Regions from separate parts of the Ovis aries genome. Here region 1 is linked to region 2. A link is a contact called in public Hi-C data. All regions are on one chromosome and are shown on one strand. Each heading gives the region's core, a stretch centred on a gene start, on an enhancer-like site or on the middle of the called end of the contact. The rest is flanking DNA. Distances are from core to core; before and after follow the strand shown.

The links. A called contact is a pair of places that touch in the nucleus more often than the background predicts.
Region 1: a contact with region 2 is called in a Hi-C map of liver, with 3 times the contacts expected there. The contact joins two enhancer-like sites. A contact is called at or near these places in 8 of 16 Hi-C or Micro-C datasets (blood, hypothalamus, liver and 3 more).

The regions. Positions count from the first base shown.
Region 1 is chr1:36,870,539-36,873,726 of ARS-UI_Ramb_v3.0, forward strand. No RefSeq gene overlaps it. Among named protein-coding and RNA genes, the nearest start is that of TM2D1, 89 kb to the right of the region's middle. Within about 2 kb of position 1,378, at least 13 of the 54 cell types and tissues checked have an H3K27ac peak or open chromatin away from gene starts, as enhancers often do. A contact at or near this core is called in liver, where this site is marked.
Region 2 is chr1:36,289,823-36,293,272 of ARS-UI_Ramb_v3.0, forward strand. It overlaps LOC105612174 (a long non-coding RNA gene), which reads right to left. Exons shown (of 6, transcript XR_009599378.1): 6 at 2,395-2,977. Among named protein-coding and RNA genes, the nearest start is that of NFIA, 27 kb to the right of the region's middle. Within about 2 kb of position 1,834, at least 36 of the 54 cell types and tissues checked have an H3K27ac peak or open chromatin away from gene starts, as enhancers often do. A contact at or near this core is called in liver, where this site is marked.

The DNA.
Region 1 (3,188 bases), core at 128-2,627, 580 kb after region 2:
CCTGCCAAGGCAGGAGGCATAACAGATGTGGGTTTGAGCCCTGGGCTGGGAAGATCCCCTGGAAGAGGGCATGGCAACCCACTCCAGTATTCTTGCCTGGAGAATCCCATAGACAGAGGAGCCTGGTGGGCTGCGGTCCATAGGGTCAAAAAGAGTCAGACACGACTGAAGTGACTTTGCACGCATGCACACAATGCTCATGTGGGCTGGAGAATACAAACAGAATGGCTGTGACCTCTAGTATTATCAGTCTGGCTAATTGGTAGTACAGCTGCCCCTATATAACAAAGAATGACCGCTACCAAAAAAGTGTGTGTGCACGTGTGTGATCTTTAAATTTTAATAGCTAGTCAGACAGTCCTTAGAGAGAGAATTGGCAGCTTTGGCCTGGAGGCTGCTCCCCCACCTGTCTCCAGGCACTGCAAACACAGCTGTGTAAGAAGGAGACAGTCAAAGCTTCCAAGGAAAGAAATGGTACCGTCTGGGGGAGTGAGGTGGGGGAGCGGACTAACAATGGGAGCGCCTTTCTCACAAACCCACTTGGGACAGGGCCTGTCTAGCAACTGCAAAAATTAGCAAGGAGGACATGATCAGGCTTTTTTTTTTCCCCCCTCTTTTTTTTTTTTTTTCTTCACTGTAAAATCATTGAAAACCCAACTCAATGGCCATTTTAAAACCATTTTTTAAAGGATGAGACAGAGCACACCATTCAAGTGGAGAGGAGAATAAGGCAGCATGTGTTTCTGGCAAGATTCATATTCAGGTATCCTTCTCGGATGGAGGTGAAAAGGAAAGACATTCACGCTGTCACAGAACTCGGAGTTCCTTACACAGAACGCAAGACTCCCTGGGCAAGTGCCTAGAAACTTCTTCTTTATCTAGATTTCTCCAGACTGCGAATTGCAGGCATTTTTTAAAGTTCAACTCTTAAGAGGAAAAAAAGTCAGCAGAGGCAAGATTTCAACAGATGTTAGCAGTTCTAGAGTGGTCAGGGGGCTGCCGCTCCCCAAAGAAAGGGGAAATTCGCAAAGGGAAAGTAACAAGTCGTTTTGGAAGAAGAAAACCCCAGCAAGGAGGTATTTTCCGTATCATTTTAATCACAAAATAGCACGAATGCGGTCTGTGCCTGCGTGCTACCCAAACGTCGATCTGAATACCACTGAACGCTGGTTTGAAAATTTCCATTTTTGTAATTTGCTTTCCTTTGTTAAGCCAAGACTTGAGAGAAACCTGGCAGTCGTCTCCAAGTCTGGCACGATTTCCCTTCCGACCCACTCGGTTGGTGGGGATGTGGAGGGGACCGCACAAGAGAGGAGAGAGAGGGAGGGAGGTGGCTTGAAACGCGCCCGCCCGCCCACCGGGGCCTGCGGAGGGAGCAAGCCCAGCGTCTCAGCCAGGGGGTTTGGCTCCACCTACAGGAATCTGAGGGCACTCGAAGCAGATCCCTCTGCCGCCACGGAAACCAAAGGTGGGGACTCGGACAACTGCTGGAGAATTTCCCAGCCAATAGGAATGGGCTCTAAGGAGCTGACGGTAAGGAATCTGGAGGTAGGGATCGTCATCACAGCGGTGTGTCAGATCCAGCTCAGGGATTCGTACTTAGGGAGGAGAAAAGACTTCATGCCTCCCCTATAACCTATGATTGATTTCACGCGTAAAATGTAAGCCCCATCTGAGGACAAGGGCAGTGTCTGGTCCGAGTCCAGGACCAGCATACAGCCACTGCGCTCAACTGCTTATGAATGAATGAACAGACAAATGAATCTAACCCACTGGATAATACACACGGTTAAACATCAGAGATCTAACGTGATTACAAACGCTTTTCCCTCCAGGTATATTTATGAGTTGTCAGGCATTTTGCTAATGGCTAGTAATTGCTGAAAAAAGCGACTGCACCATCCACACTATTCCAGCGTTCCACCTCCAATATGGGCAACACTAGTTAAGAACCACTCATTTCATCTGATGCCCTTAATTTGCAGATGAGTAAATAGAGGTTTGAAGAGGGGTTTTGTTGTTGTTGCTGTTTTGTTTTGCCCCCAGTCATCCACTTTGTGGGTGATAGAACTGGTTTGGGGCTAAAATTTCCTGACCTTCTCTCTGCTGTCTGTTTTCTAAGGCAAGAGATTTGTTCTGCTGGACGGTGGAATGGCCTGACAGATACACTTAGCTGATTGACTCGCAGGCGGAAGTTAGCTCCCCACCTACCTGTTGTCCTGACCCTGAGCTTCTCTCTCAGGTTCTGCAAGAGACTGAGGCAGCTGCTCCTGCTGCTTTAATCCAAAAATCAAACGCTGCCTGGAACTGGTGCCAACTGGTTGCTAAACTTACAAATTCAATTTTTTTTTAAAGCCTAAAGGACGGAATCTTTGAGCCTGCGGGTTTGTAAGCCACAAACAGGCAGGTGCTGTGTTTTAGCAACACAGGTGTCTTATATCGAATATCTAACACATGTACTTATCCAAAGTGCTTAATAAGCATTTATTGAATTTCCCAATGATAGTTATGGATGAAGATGATATTTACCAATTGAAAAAGAATTTTTGCTGTAGGCAGTTATCACTGTTTCCAATTTTTTTTTAAAAGAAGATTCTTCCTGTAAATGTGATTCTGTTTGCATTGTGTCAGATAAATGATGATGTAGTGAAAGTTGGAAATGAGAAGATCCAGATTCCAACCACAAGCCATCTATAAAATGGAAATAAATAATACTGTTATGACCTCCTAAAGAATTAGACATGAATCATTATTACAGTAATAATCACAGCATTAATAATAGCTTTGAGCTATTATTAAGTGCTAACTACCTTCTAGACTCTCTGCTAACCACTTTAAGTGCATTATCTAATTTATCCTCATAACAACCACATATAGGTTACAATTATTATGCCCATTTTACAGAATGAGGGAACTGAAGTTTATAGACACTTAGGTGCTCACCTACAATGACAGCTTATAGTGGTGAGGCCAGTACTGGAACCCAACTCCTACCTGACTCCACTAGTATGTGTGCTAAGTCACTTCCATCGTGTCTGACTCTTTGTGACCCCATGGACTGTAGCCCACCAGGCTCCTCTATCCATGGGATTCTGCAGACAAAAATACTGGAGTGTGTTGCCATGCTCTCCTCCAGGGGATCTTCCCAACCCAGGGATTGAACCCATGTCTCTTATGTCTCCTGCATT
Region 2 (3,450 bases), core at 584-3,083:
TTGGTTGGTTTGGTCACTAAATATGTTACTCATATTTGTTAATGAGTAACTAGATCAACTCATTGTTTGGCTTCTCCCATGGTACACACGCCACCTTCCTCCACCATCAATATTTCCTTATGAAATGTAATACTCGACCATTGCTAAAGGCCATAAACACCATCTTCTACCACACCTTCAACATGGCAAAACCACCAAGATGCCACTTCTCCAAGTGACCTTTCCCAATAACTTGTAGCAGTGTCCCAAAGCTAGTTGGAACCATATTAAGTTATGGTGCAACAGAGGCACCTGGATGTATAATCAGAAGAGCTAGGCTCTTCATGACCTGGCTCCACCACTTCTCTGAAGGATTTTAAGTGACCCCCTATTCTCCTACTCTCTAACCCCCAACCCCCATATACCTGAACCAAGCTTTCCTCTTCTATGAAGAATGAACTTGAGGTCCTACTTCATGGAAGTGTTATGAGAATCACATGCACATAGTAGGTGCTTAAATTGATGTTAAAGGTAGATTCTGAAATGTAGATCTGAGTTGTTGACATAGGAAAATTTCTTGAAGAAACAAAATATACCAACTATTCTTTGTATCCTCTTTATTTCCTCATATTCAAAATGAGAATAACATAAACAATGTAAGGTGATAAAAATGAAATGAGATAATACTGTGTGTGTGCGTGCTCAGTTGTGTCTGACTCTTTGTGACCCTATAGATTGAAGCCCACCAGCCTACTCTGGCCATGGGATTCTCCAGACAATAATAGTGTGGTTTGCCATGCCCTCCTCCAGGGGATCTTCCCAACCCAGGGATCAAACCTGTGTCTCTCTCTAGTCTCCTGCACTGGCAGGCAGGTTCTTTACCACTAGTGTCGCCTGGGAAGCCCCAAAATAGCAATAGTAAGTTATCCATATTAGAATGCTATTATTTGTCTAAGAGGAGGGGATTAGCTAGAGAAAGTAGTTATCACAACTTCTACTGACGGGTCCTTCTAATCAGACACTCATCTCTCTCTGGCTCGCTCTACCCTCTTCTAAGGCCCTAATCTTCAAAAAACAGAAAACAGTAGACAAGGGCTTATAAGTTAGATTTGTTAGAGTAAAAGACATTTTTTTCCTTATTAAAAATCGCTGAAAGCTCCCTCTAGAAGGCATCGCATAGTACGCTGTTTAACTCTAGAAAGGATCCTGTCAGACAGGTATCACTATTCCCCTTTTTAAAGGATGACGAAATCAAGACTCAGAAAAATCAAGTAACCTGTCTAAGGTCACAGGGCCACTCTTAGTGAAACAAGCTGCACTCCCTCGGACTAGCCCGGAGGAGGGATTTCTTTGATCCACGAATTCCCGGATTCCTGTGTTTACTACCCCAACCCCCTACTCCCCAAAAGTTCATTCTCAGTGCCCTCGGGACTCCCTCTTCTTCTAACAGTTCCGTTAATTCTGGAGCTCAGAACTCAGACTCAGGATCAGAGAGACGGCTCCCTGGACAAAACCGGGCCCTGCTTCTTCCCCTGGGTCTCTTTTTCTTGACCGGCAGTTTCTCCCCTTCTCCCTTCTGCAATCTGGAACTCGCCTGCAGGTGGCGCCCTGATTCGCTCGGGGAACTTGGAGGGCGAGGACACCGGTCACCAGCGGCCTCCCTTCAAGGCCATTTTAAATAGTCCCTTGGCTGGCGCCCTGCACAGGAACCCTGGTAATGCGGTCATGCCCCCCGCCCCCGCCCCTGCCCCAGCCCGGTCTCTCTTCCTCTCCCCCGCCTCGCCCCTCCGCTCCCGTCCCCTGCCCCCTCCGGCCGGTGCGGTGCGGGAGCTGTCTGTCGGCGCTTCCTCCGAGGTCGGGCTAGGGAGCGGATCTCCAAGCGCTCTAGGCCGAGCCTGGGGCTCCGAGGTGGTGCTCCGACCCCAGAGCCTCCGCCGGCCCTCCCCCTTCCCCCATCCCCCACCCCCGGTGCTGCAGCTGTAGCGGGGGTGGAGGGATCGGGGGAAGAGTGTGACCCGTGAATGCTGGGCGAGGCGGGGCAGCTTTAAAAACTTCTGAAAGGCCACGTTCAAAGCCTCCAGGGACCGAACTTGGGCCGGAAGGCGGTTTCCACGGAGGGGGCCTAAAAGGGGGCGGAGGGTGCACCTGCAGGGGCGGGAGCGCGCTGCCTGGGAAGAGGGTCTGGGTACCCAGGAACCCTGAAGCCCGGGCCCGGCACTCGCCACCTGGCCCCAGCCTCCTCCGCCCCAAGCCCTTGCCCCCTCGGGGAGCCAGCGGCCCCTCCCGGGACTTTGCTTTCATCCTCCCGGCGGGATGGCAGTGGGGCGGGGTGGGAGCCTTTTTGGGCCGCGTGTTCCCTGCGGGGTCTTCCTTCCCTCCGGCCCCTCCTTAAGAACCAGAGGTTTTGCAGCAAAGTTGAATTCCCGGATTTTAATTCCAGTCCACCCGGGTGGGAGACGGCTGAGGAAGTGGGCATCGCGATGGAGGAAACGTTCCCACTTTACTTCCCACCCCCATAAAAATCACTGGGGAGGGTGAGAAGGAAGAGAAAAGGAGAGGAGGGGGCCCACGCTGGGGGTGAGGAGGTGGGTAGAGGGTGGCCAGGGTCGCATAGTGGTGAACCGGATAGTGGTCCGGGCGGGCGGCGTCTGTGCGCCTCGGCTGTGCCATCTGGGGGCACATCGGGAGGGGCAGCCGCTGGCCAGGGCCGCTCTTGAACAGACAGCTGACGCGGTCCCTCACGGGTCAGAGGGGGAAGGACTAAAGGGATTTTCACTAGTATGAGGATCTCCAGGCCCAAAGTCCTTCCTCTTGAGGCTCTTGAATTAATTAGGTAAATGATTTCCTTCATTGGTAGTTTCTGAAGAAGACATTTTCTGGTATCTTCTGAAACGGAGCGCTTTAGCCAGGTAGCAAATACAGGGAGGGTTCCCTTAGGACGGTATCCACTCCTGCAGTCTCTCGGGGCGTGAACAGATGGGTGGGTTAGTGGGAGCACCTGGGGATACGTAGACATGGAATCGAACAAAGCTCCTGAGTTAAGGAAGAAAAAGAGCTACTGAAAATAGAGTCGCTTGAAAATAAACAACATAAATTTTATTATTTTGCTTGGCGTTCTTTTCCTTGATCTGAGAAAGTAAAATAAATGAGTTTGGTTTTTTTTTCCAATTAGCATTTATTACATTTTCTCAAAGGCCTTGAAAGAGTTATTTTAATAAATTTGAAGAACAATAGTGCTGGCATTAAAGAGATGAGAACCGATCGCTAGGCTCCAGGAGAGTTTAGCTGCAACACTAACTTCAAATTTAGTGTCTTTATGTATTAAAAAAAAAAAAAAATAGGGCAGCGTTTTTATTAACTCATAACTTTAGGAGGTAGGGAACACTAAAAAAGAAAGAGACCTAAGGAAAAATAAAGCAATGGGAACAAAAAGAAACGAGATTAATTGTAACAGTCTGATCTTCAGTGAGT